2 separate regions of the Callithrix jacchus genome follow, and region 1 is linked to region 2. The links are chromatin contacts, called in public Hi-C maps. All regions are on one chromosome and are shown on one strand. Each heading gives the region's core, a stretch centred on a gene start, on an enhancer-like site or on the middle of the called end of the contact. The rest is flanking DNA. Distances are from core to core; before and after follow the strand shown. Region 1 holds the start of HES1 (hes family bHLH transcription factor 1). Region 2 has its middle 66 kb from the start of HES1.

Region 1 (6,162 bases), core at 1,697-4,196, 67 kb before region 2:
AGCCAAAGGATTGGCTAATTAATGAAGAAGACCCCAACACTTGAAGGAGGCACAGCAGCTGAAAGTGTTTTTACTTCGGATGTTGGTGAGCTACCCTAGGAGAGTAGAGCTGCAGGAACCACCCGAAACGTGCAGTGGGCAATAGAACTGGATCCAGTAACAGTGAATTCAGTCCTGTTCAGGCTTCCTCAGGAGGAGCTAACTGAACAAGGGCTGCAGACTTACCCAACTGCAACTTGAAAACATTTTTAGAAATCCCTTAAGACACTGACCACAAGTTTATCAGGGAAGTCTTACCAGAGGGCGGCTTGTAAAGTTAATGGAATTTAGTCTTTTTAGTTCCTGGAGGATTGGTGAAAGGTTTGATGGATTTTTAAAAAATGTTCTTTTAATAACAAAAGAGCCAGTTCCTGAATTACCAATTACATGTAATTCACATTCCATCAAGAGCCTTTTTACATATTCTAGAAGAATCAGTTCTAAGACATAAAAACCTTTACTTCTTTCTTTTATTATATTTTCTCAAATAAACTTCCCCCAAGGAAGATATTTTAAGAGCATTTCAGACATCTTTGGCATCACATAAAAAAGAAATCTCGTGTAAAAAACGAAATGTCATCTGTACTTTTATAATACAAAGGCGCAATCCAATATGAACATATAAAATATATACAAATATAGTGCATGGTCAGTCACTTAATACGGCTCTCTCTACGAAAAGTAACTTTTTAGGAATTAAAAATACACAAAGTAACCACTTAATCAAAAAAGTCCTCTTTACTCCCGGTATTCAAGTTCCTCTTTAGAGTCCGGAGAGAAGAGAGGTGGGTTGGGGAGTTTGGGAGGAGGAGTGGCCTGAGCCCCTCAGTTCCGCCACGGCCTCCACATGGAGTCCGCCGTAAGCGAGGGGCCGCTGGAAGGCGACACTGCGTTGGGGCCCACAGAGGTCCCGCTGTTGCTGGTGTAGACGGGGATGACAGGGCCGCTGTGCGCGAAGGCCCCGTTGGGAATAAGGAAGGCAAACTGGCCATCCGGAGCCGGTACCACCTGGAAGCCTCCAAACACCTTAGCCGCCTCTCCAGCCTGGCTGCCCAGCTTGCAGGGTGCGCCGCCGGGAGGGGGCGCCGCGCCCCCGGGGATGGGCACGAGCGGCGGTGGCGGCGCGAATGGCGCGTGCTGTGGACCGCCCGGTCCTGGTGGGGGCGGCGGCGGCGCCTGCAAGGCGGGGTGCGGCTGCCCAGGGTAGGTCATGGCATTGATCTGGGTCATGCAGTTGGCCAGGTGGCCAAGCAGCCGAGTGCGCACCTCGGTATTAACGCCCTCGCACGTGGACAGGAAGCGGGTCACCTCGTTCATGCACTCGCTGAAGCCGGCGCGGTACTTCCCCAGCACGCTCGGGTCTGTGCTCAGCGCAGCTGCGGGCCAGAAGGACACAGACGGGTCACCGAACGGCCCTGGCCCCGTGGCCACTGCCTCCGCCCTGGGAGGTCCCTGTGGCGCGCCTCCCTGACCATGCGCCCGTGAAACTGCCTCTGGCAGGGAGGATTGGATGAGAAACCAGCCACCTCTCCACACAAGCGTGGCAGCCAAAGCTGAGCCACTCCTTCCCGATTCCCTGTCGCTGCATTTAAAACCTATCTCAGCCCCAAATCTGTCACCCCCACCCCTGCGCGTGACGTGACCTTGGACAATGCCTCCCAATCCATCATTCGGGCCTCATTTCCCCTTCTGCAACGAGAGGGAGTGCTAACCCAGTTAACCCCCAGGCTCCATGCAGTTCCAAACCGCCACAGCCCTAAGTCCTTTCGCCCCTACCCGCCGCCCGCCACCCTCGCAGCTTCAACCTTTTTCCCTCCCTTCCGGAACAGTAACAACTTGGAGTTGTGGCTATAAATAAGCCCAGACCGTGGGAACGCGAGAGTGAGCCAAGGCAGTAAAATGTAGCTGAATGCCTCTCACAACCACGGGCGGAAGTCTGGAAGAAATCACCGCGAGGCGAGCGGGACGCCCGCACAGGGGGGCGCGGCAAGCTGCCCTCACCCGTCATCTGCGCCCGCTGCAGGTTCCGGAGGTGCTTCACTGTCATTTCCAGAATGTCCGCCTTCTCCAGCTTGGAATGCCGCGAACTCTGCATAGGAGGAGGCAAGGAAGGAAAGTGAGCCCCGTGTCAGCTGCTTCAGAGTACTGGGGGTCCCTCCTCCCGGCCACGGAGCGCAGACACATCTAGGGACCGCAGCGAAAAAGGCCGAGCCCTCCCGCCTAGGAGAACGCAGTACCGGCGAGTGCTAGAAACCGCGGGCGGGGGGTGTCACTCTCAGTAGCTGAGGAAGTTGTTTTTTAATTAAAAGAAAGAACAGCATTTCCCCACTTACATCTTTCTTGAGAGCATCCAAAATCAGTGTTTTCAGCTGGCTCAGACTTTCATTTATTCTTGCTCTTCGTCTCTTCTCCATGATAGGCTTTGATGACTGCAAATAAATAAAAAAAAATTAGCTCTGAGTTCTCATGGGATATGCCGTTTCGTCCCCGGTTTTCTAGACAGAAAGAAGCCCCCCAATCCCTACTTAATTTTGAGGGGCTGCAGAGAGATACAGGTACCGCCCTTACCTTTCTGTGCTCAGATGCTGTCTTTGGTTTATCCGGTGTCGTGTTGACACTGGCTGGGGTAGCAGCCACCGGGGACGAGGAATTTTTCTCCATTATATCAGCTGGCATTTTCCTTTTTTTTTTTTAATCCCTAGAGAATTTTATTTTTGGAGTTCTTCAAGAAAAATAATTTTGTTTATGTCTCTGTTACTTGAGACCTTCACAAAACTACTGAGCAAGTGCTAAGGGTTTATTGTAATATTTTGTGGCTACTTGGCGATCAGTAGCGCTGTTCCAGGACCAAGGAGAGAGGTAGACGGGGGATTCCGCTGTTATCAGCACCAGCTCCGGATCCTGTGTGATCCCCAGGCCCTGGCGGCCTCTATATATATCTGGGACTGCACGCGAACGGCTCGTGTGAAACTTCCCAAACTTTCTTTCCCACAGTAACTTTCAGCCAATGGGAGGAGGAGACACGCGGCACCGCTCGTGGACCGCGCCCCCCCATTGGCCGCCAGGCACAAGGTCTGGCGGCCAATGGCGCGCGCCTGAGCCTAGGGCACCGGAGGCTACAACGTCAATCAAAAGGATTTTAACCCTTTGCTACTCTCCCTCTGGGCTTTGGTTAAGGGGTTATTTTTTTTTTTCTTTTTTCCGCTTGGTTTTGGTCTTGTCTGTTTCTTCTGGAGCCAGGGTCTTTGCTCTTTATGCCCTCTCTCATATGTAACAGAGCGGCTTTGACTGTAGTAAGTTCATTTGAAGCATATATATATTTTTAAAGTGTTAAGTGCAGAAAAAAATAATAGCAGTGGTTAAAAGCGGGGGTGGGGGGAGAAACGCGTGTAAGGGTGTGAGTTACCAACGCATCTAAATAAGTTCCCGCTCAGAATTTATACATTCAGGAGGGTGAGAGTAGATCATGCAGGAAAAGGGCCAAAATTTTTTTTCCTTTTGCATGCAGAAAAAGGAAAAAATGCTTCTAACTTAAAATGCAGGTTTTTTCGGATAGAAGTAGTCCTTGAATCCCTGCCCCACCCCACCGCCGCCCCGTCTTTCAGAAATTCCTCTTCTGGAATTGGGGCCTTAGACCACGCGCTTCCCCAGGAAACAATCAGATTAATTTCCAACTGGGTGGAAGGAAGTGGTATCTAAAAATGAAAAAATGAACAAGGGAGGCTCTAATGGCAATGCCTCAGGGACTTGCTCCCTCCTTCACCACCGTTTCCCTTTTCATCTGTAGGCTCTAGGTTCTGCGGCGCGTTGAGGTGGCGGGCAAGGAAGAGCCTCTCCCTCCTCGCCCCGCGGGCGGTCTCGGCGCCCGGCGCGCGCGGGCCCTTTAAGAGCTACACCAGCCGAGCTGCAGTTTGACATCAGCCGGCCGGCGTGGGCGCGCCTGGAGCCGGAGCACGTGCCAGGATGTTTTATTGCCGCCGCGGCTGCGGCCGGGCCGGGAGGATGTGTGCGTGCGTGCGTGTGTGTGAGTGTGTGTGCGCGCGCCCCGGGGGCAGGGAGGCGGGGGGCGGCGGCGGGCGGCGGAGAGCGGGGGCCGGTTCCTGGTCCCCGGGAGAAGCCAAGAAGGTAAATAGCAGCTGCTGTGCTCGAGCCTGGGAAAACCCCGCCCCCTGCGCCGGGCCCGGGCTCATTGGCGCGCGCTGCGTGTGTGGGGTGTGTGTGTGTGTGTGTGTCCGGGGCCCCCTCCTTCGGCCCTGTGGGCCAGGAATCCGAGGGGGCGGCGGGCTGGGAGCCGAGCCCCGACGCTTACCCTCCCTCCCTACCCCCGCCTCCCCAGGCCAAGGTCAGCTCTTCCGGGCGGGGAGCGCACACCCCTGGTGGAGAGTGGGGAATTCTTCCATCCCCCCCCACCACCCTTACTTTCGGGCTTGGGGTTTTCACTCGGCCGAAAGCCTCACTTGCAGCAGCCTGGGGACGAGGTGGGGGCCTCCGTGTTTGCTCCGGGCCCCCACCTTCTCCCTCCCCCCGCGGGGCCCTAGGCGCCCGCCGCGGTCACGGGATGCCTGACCGCACTTAGGAAGCGGCCGGGTCAGCCTCCTGCCTCCGCTCGGCGACTGCGGTTAAAGCGGCTTCGCGCCGCCCGTCCCTTCCCCGGGTCCCGGGCGGCCGGCCGCTCCCCCTCACTGCGCCCGGTAGGCCGCCGGCGGGCGGCCGGGAGGAGGCGGGCGGCGCGGGCGGCTGCGTGCTGCCTGCTGGCCGGGCCGCGCGCCGGGAGGAGCCGCCGCCGCCGCCGCCGGGTGCCACGTGGCGGGCGCCGGGCCGGGAGCGCCAGGGCTCTGGCGGCGGCCTCCCTGGGGGATTTGCCGAGCCGGGCGGGCGGCGCGCACTGCCTGGGCCGGCCGGCCGCCTCCTGCCCGCCTGCCCGGGTCGCCGGCCCCGTGCCCTCACACCGCCTCCCCCCGCGCCCTTCCCGCCGCCCGGGAGCTGGGCTCGCGGCTCTAGGCAGCCCGGGAGCCCAGCGTCTTGTTTGATGTGCCCCCCCCGCCCTTTCAGCCCTTTCCGCGTCCCGGAGGTCTGGCGCACAGTTCTCATACACTTCATTCCTTCCTGCCTCCGAGCTCCCCACTGAGATAATGTTGTAAATGATTTCCCCAGATCTGGTCCCGGATGAGATTCGGTGGTTCCTGACTCTGGGTGACCTTGGGCAAGCCCCCCTCTTTCTTCCATTGTGGAACACACGCGCAGTGTCACACACTGTGTTAAACCCTGGGATTTCCACGATGAGAGAGACAGTGGCAGCCTGCAAGAAGTTTACAGTGAGCTGCGGGGTGGACAGACGCTGATTTTCTGATTGATGACCGGACATTGCTTTATTTTTCCTTGCTTTTCTGAGTTAGGTGGTGGCCGGAGAGATCAGGAGGACAGAAACAAAATATGAAACCGCACATGTATGGATAACAGTATTGCTGGCCTTTTTGGGTTTACAGCGGTGACGTTACTGCCCTCTGGAAGCCAACAGCCTAGAGACACATATAAATGTGTACAGCTGACATCTACTGATGTCCCAGTAAATTCCTCTGGGGGAATTCTAGGTTCAAGAGAGATATATGTCTGGATTGAGGTAAAATGCTATGGAGTTTCAGGAGAATTAAATTACTTTTAAGTTGGCGTACCTTGGAAAATTTCCTTCAGGCATTGGCCTATGTGCCCTGAAAAATAAGTAGGATGGGGGCATTGGAAATGTGCTGAGTCATGGGGCTGGAGAGGATGCAGGTACTCATGGCATTAAAGGCCTGGATTCTGGAACTTGAGGTCTTTATTCAGGGAAGATGGTCTGGAGCCGAGGGAATGTGAGGGACTAGAAGAGGCAGCTTGAGGCGGTGTCACAAGCTCCTTAAACGTGTTGCTAAAGGACTTTGGACCTTATCTTTAGATAATGGAGAGCCATGAAATAATCTTGAGCAGAGCAGAGGCATCAGGATTTCCCATTAGAGAGATAGAGCTGGCAAAGTGGGAGAGCGGATTGCACGGTTTGGAGGCAGAACGGGCAGTTAGATGGTTCAGGCTAGTAAAGAAGGTTCCTATGAGGCAGGTGCAGACCAACACTCAGAGGCATCTACATCC
Region 2 (5,923 bases), core at 2,509-5,008:
CACATGTGCTTATTGTGGTTATTTGAAAGCTTCTTTTGTAAAGTGTCTGTCTAGTCTTTGGCCCTTAAAAAAGCTAGATTGTCTTCTTATTATTGACAAAAGTTCTTTATATGTTCTGTACATATGGCCTTTTTCAGGTACATGTTTTGTGAATATTTTCTCCTGGTTTGTGGGTTATCTGCTTATTTTTTTGATGGTGTAGTTTTTGCAAGCAGGCATTTTACATTTTGAGGACATAAAATTCTCAATTTTTAATTAATTTTATTCACATTTTCTGTGTCCCCACTAAGGTATATTGTGTTTCCTCTGTGTGCAGGGCCTTCCCCATTACCTTCATCCAGAGAACCATTCATTCTCCAGGGGTGCCATGGTTTGAATGTGTTCTCCAGAAAACATGTGTTGGAAACTAAATCCCAAAGCCAACAGTCTTGGGAAATGGGGCCTAATGAGAGGTAGGTAATTAGGCTACGAAGGTGAAGTGAATGGATTAATGCTATTATCACTGCGGTAGGTTTGTTATAAATGATGAAGTTCATGCTCCTTTTACTCTCTCTCTCTCTTCCTCTCTTTGCCCTTCTGCCATGGGATGATGTAGCACGAGGGCCCTCGGCAGATGCCAGCTTCTGGATCTTGGACTTCCCAGCCTCTAGAACTGTGAGCCAATAAATTCCCACTTATTATAAATTATCCAAAGCAGGTCAGGTGGGGTGGCTCACCTGTAACCCCAGCACTTTGGGAGGCCGAGGTGGGTGCATCTACTGAGGTGAGGAGTTCCAGACCAGCCTGGCCAACATGGTAAAACCCTATCTCTACTAAAAATACAAATATTAGCCAGGTGTGGTGGCATGTGCCTGTAATCTCAGCTACTTGGAAGGCTGAGGCAGGAGAATTGCTTGAACCCAGGAGGTAGATGTGGCAGTGAGCTGAGATTTCACTCCAGCCTGGTCAACAGAGTGAAATTCTGTCTCAAAAAAAAAAAAAAAAAAAAAAAATTATCCAAATCAAGGCATGGTGTTGCATGCCTGTGGTTCTAGGCTCAGGAGTTTGAGGCTGTAGTGAGCTATGATTGTGCCTGTGAATAGCCACTGCACTCCAGCGTGGGCAACAGGGAGAATCTGTCATTAAAAATAAGTAAATTTTTTTCTGAAAGATTTTAATGTATAAATACATAAATAAAAGAGATAGATAGATGCCCAGTCTGTGGTAATCTGTTGTAAGAGCACAAAATGAACTAAGATAAAGACGCAACATGAGTGTCACCTGTTTAGAGAACCATTCCTCTAGGTGCAGTCTCACCTCTATGCTGCCACTTCATCTATATGTCTCTTAGTGGGCTACGATTTAATTGTCTCTTTATGAATCTTTCCAATCTGTGTGATTGGGAGCCCCAAGTGGGGAGTGTGGGTCTTCCGGATTGTTTTCTCCTTTTTACCTCCTCTGGGTCCTTCTCTCTCATCCCCATCAGCAGCCATGTTAGGTGTCTGGAAATAGGAGGTTCACAGTGAATGCTGATTAAGTTAAGAATGTGGCCAGCTGGTCACGAATCTCCAGGGCTGGCATCTTTGTCTTTTGATTATGTTGTAATGATTGGAGAATAGATTGATTATGGAGTCAGAGGGTGGAGGCAGTTTACTTCACCAACCAAAAGTGAGTTTGAAAAGTTCTACCAGTCTACCAAAGTCAGAGCCATTGAGGATCCAAGCGAGATTCTCTTAGACTTGGAGAAGGTAAAGGTCAGGCAGGTCTGTGTGTGTGCCTGTGCTCCGAGGAGGTGAGAGGAGAGGGTGTGTATTCGGAATGGAATCTGAATTGCATCTAAACTTTGAGACCTAGTTGACAAAGTACTGGCTGGTGGTTAGGCAAACATGGGGTCAAGTGCATTTATAGCTATGTGACCTTAGGCAAGTAATTTCACCTCCTTAAATCTCAGTACTTTTAGCTATAAGGCAGGGCAATAATACCACCCACCTCATTAGGGTGTTGTGAGAATGAAAGGCAATGTATATAAGGCAGTTCTGGAAACATCACAGTGTTTCCAGAGCCCTTCCTGTGCCCAGGGGTCTGGGGAGCTTCACTGTGGGATGCTTTGCGGGTTCCTTGGTTTATGGGATTTGAAGTGAGTGAAGGCTCCCCTTTTCAGTGTTGTTTCTGGCCTCAGCAGTTAGATGCAGTAATGGAGCTGGAGGTCCTGAGGAGTCACACCCAAGCCCAGAGGAAGCAGAATACAGGAATGGTGCCATCTCAAAGGAACAGCTCTCCACCCCAAAATTGGAAGGCCTATTTTTTTTAAGCAGTTTTCAAATTGTTTTTGTTTCTGCCAGATTGTTGCCAGAATGGGCTGTGATTAAGGTTTCTATTGCCCATCCAGTAAACAGTTGTGGGGAGGAGAGTCCTGCCAGAGATTGGCAAGCCCCCTCATCACTGACTCAGGTGAATGGTGATTGCTGAGCACAGGTAATGCTCACTCACACCAGGCTCTGGCTGGAGTAGAGGCATGAGTGCTGCCTTGACTCCCACCAGGCCTGCCATGTCTAGTAGTGGGAGGGGAGATGATGGAGAATACCCTCTCTTCCCCATCTCTTTCGTGGTTCCTATCTGAATCTAGAAGTTCAGTGCCACCCCAGCAAGCCACTTCTCCGAGTCCAGTTTTCCTCGTTGTAAACTGGGGATGCCAACATCTCCCCTCACATCAGGGTTCTTTCAAGAATGTACAGAGTGGCTGGGCGTGGTGACTCACAACTGTAATCCCAGCACTTTGGGAGGCTAAGGTGGAAGGATCACCACCTTTCTCCAGCTTGGCTAACATGGAGAAAACCGGCATCCATTAAGAATACAAAAATTAGCTGGTCACGTGAGGTGGTGCGAGCCTGTAATCCCAGCTACTTGGGAGGCTGAGGCACGAGAATCGCTTGAACCAGGGAGGCTGAGGTTGCAGTGATCACGCCACTGCACCCCAGCCTGGGCGACAGAGAGATTCTGTCTAAAAAAAAAAAAGTACAGAGTGGGAGTCAGGAGCTTTGTAAAGCTGTTGCATGGGCGCATTGTGTGAGCCTGCCAGGAAGGGCTCCCTTTAGCATGTGGGTGCGCGTCCGTTCATTCGTTCATTCATTCATTCATGCATCCATGCATGCATGCATTCAGGCATGCATTGGACATTATGCAGCACCTGGGTGAGACACACACTGAGATTCAATAAACTGCTGCTCAAAGTTGTGTCTAGACGTCCAAGGGTTAAGCCGCCGGCGCGGGCCCCTCTGCGTCCTCCTCCGCCCCCGCCGGGCGTGGGGAAGGCGGGAAGGCCGCGCGGCGGGTGCCAAAGTCGGAACCTGCTCATCGGCAGCTCCTGGCGCTGCCTTGACTCGCGGCCAGGCCTGGCGCGGCCGCCGGCTGTGGAATGTGTGAGCGCCATGTGTCACCGCCCCAGACTGTGGGAAAACGCTGCTCCGCTCACCTCCCAGCAGCTGCCCCGCGCCCGCCCGGGCGGGAGCCGGGAAACAGGAGCCGCCTGCCGCGGAGGCCGCCCGGGGGCACTTCCGAGCGCGCGCCGCCTGCCCGGCCGCCCCCGCGCCAGCCGCGTCTCCCCGCCCACACCCCGCTACCACCCGGCCCCGGGCGCCACCCGCGGAGCAGGCGGCAGGAGGAACAGCCCGGCATGGCCCCTTTCCTGCCCTTCACACTGCTTCTACTTCTTAGGGGACGCTCGTCCACAGACCCAGGCCCCGTTGCTCGCGGCCGCCTTCGGAGGGCCGCCCTCTTCCCGAACGGGGCCGGGGCGAGTGGCTGCAAGAGGCTGCGGTTTGGCCCCAGGAGAGGGGGCTTCCCCACTGGGGTTGTCTGACACGAACGCCTTCCTGGCCCCAGCCGGGCGCCCCGAGGTCAGGCCCGGTGGTGAGAGAGCTCTGAACAGGAGGTCCTACGCTGCCTACCCCCAAATCAGAAACAGTCTTCCCCCGGGCGAGGGAGAGAAACGCCACCCCACGCGCTACCGCCTCCACTACAGCCTAGAGCCTGGCTTGAGTGAGAATCACATGTGCTCAGACATCACCCAGGCAAGGTCTTTGAAGCCCAGCAGTGCGGGGATACTTGCTTCAAGGTCACCCTGCTGAGTGGCGGCAGAGCTCCTGTTGGAATCCACGCTCAGTGCAACTTCTGCAGCACCCAAGCCCCAAAGACATGGCGCTCTTCTCTCCAGCATGGTGCCCCTCCTTGTGCTCCTGCCTCATAGAGAAGTTGGGAATGGGCAGATGGGGGTGGGGGCAAATCATGGGTCTTGGGACCCCAGCAACTTTGCCTAAACTCAGCGTCGTGCTGCGAGAGGTCCCACTCTGTCACCTCAGCTTGATTTTCTGGGGGTGCACCGCCGGAGAGGTCTGGTTGGTGAAACCCTCATTGGATCCAGCCCTCTACCAGCACCCCTCATTTTTGCACCGTGTTCCGGCTTGTAAGCTCCTCTGTGGAAGCCTCCCCAGATTTGCCCAGAGTGCTCCCCCTTTCTCCTGCCCCATTTGACTCTGGCTCCTGTTTATGGCATTTGTGGCTCCCTATAACTCATGACCTACCTGTCCTCTCCTCCTTCCTGAGTTTCCTGAGGATAGAGACTGTATTACCCTCATTTTTGTAGTCCACACAAATAATAATTCGAGGGCTCTGCATATGTCAGCTGCTCTGTTTGTTGGCTGAATGTACCAGCAAAGGAATGTTAGGCAGTTTACCACTGGCTAGGAATCTTACCAGATGTGTGACCTTGGGGAGTTACTTAATCTGAGCTTCGGTTTTCTCATCTGTAAAATGGAGATCACCTGATATTGTATCTAAAGTGACTTGTATAGTAGCTGACACAAAGCAGATGCTGTGTGTGCGTGCGTGCGTGCCTGCGCGTATGAATGATTGCTAAAATACCATAGACCGGTGGCTTAAACAACAGTCATTTATTTTCTCCTGGCTCTGGAGGCTGGGAAATCCAAGATCAAGATGCTGGCAGCATAGGTTGCTAGTGAGAGTGCTCTTCCTGGAGCTGGGTATGGCTGGGTGGGAAATACGTGTGAGAAGCTTGGGATATAGCCAGATTATGGAGGACTGAATGCTGGGTGTGTTTGAAGGGTTTTCAATGCTGAGTTTTTGCCGGATGTGCCTGGAAGTAGTTGCTGAAGGTGGTTTGGGAGTGGAGGAATAATTCCTTTTAAAATATTTTTAATGTGTTTTAGTTTTTAAGTTTTGTGGGTACATAGTAGATGGTATATATTTATGGGGTACGTGAGGTATTTTGATACAAGCATGCAATGCATGATAGTCACATGGGATAAATAGAGTATCACATCAAGCGAATTCAGCCTTTGTGTTACAAATAATCCAATTATGCTCTTTTAGTTATTTTTAAATGTATGATCAAATTATTTTTTACAAGGCTGGGCACAGTGGCTCATGTCTGTAACCCAGCGCTTTGGGAGGCTGAGGCGGGCAGATCACCTGCGGTCAGGAGATTGAGACCAGCCTAACCAACATGGAGAAACCCTGTCTTTATTAAAAATACAAAGTTAGGCGGGCGTAGTGGTGCATGCCTGTAGTCCCAGCTACTTGGGAGGCAGAGGCAGAAGAATCACTTGCACCCGGGAGGCCGAGGTTTCAGTGAGCCAAGATTGCGCCATTACACTCCAGCTTAGCAACAAGAGCGAAACTCTGTCTCAAAAAATATATGTATATTATTTTTTACGATAGTCACCCTGTTATGCTAGCAAATACTACATATTATTCATTCTATTTTTTGTGCCCATGATCCATCCCCACTCTCCTATCAACCCCCTCATTACCCTTCCCAGCCTCTAATAGCCATCCTTCTATTCTCTATCTCCATGAGTTCAATTATTTTAAATTTTAGCTCCCACAAATAAGTGAGAACATGCAAAGTTTGTCTTTCTGTGCCTGG

What was found. A called contact is a pair of places that touch in the nucleus more often than the background predicts.
Region 1: a contact with region 2 is called in a Hi-C map of skeletal muscle, with 4 times the contacts expected there. The contact joins the promoter of HES1 here to the enhancer-like site in region 2. A contact is called at or near these places in 2 of 3 Hi-C or Micro-C datasets (both in skeletal muscle).

The regions. Positions count from the first base shown.
Region 1 is chr15:23,042,855-23,049,016 of calJac240_pri, reverse strand. It overlaps HES1 (hes family bHLH transcription factor 1), which reads right to left and starts at 2,946. Exons shown (of 4, transcript XM_002758207.4): 1 at 2,608-2,946; 2 at 2,373-2,468; 3 at 2,041-2,128; 4 at 492-1,415. The coding sequence starts at 2,715. The coding sequence ends at 865.
Region 2 is chr15:22,977,241-22,983,163 of calJac240_pri, reverse strand. No RefSeq gene overlaps it. Among named protein-coding and RNA genes, the nearest start is that of HES1, 66 kb to the left of the region's middle. Within about 2 kb of position 3,758, at least 13 of the 16 cell types and tissues checked have an H3K27ac peak or open chromatin away from gene starts, as enhancers often do. A contact at or near this core is called in skeletal muscle, where this site is marked.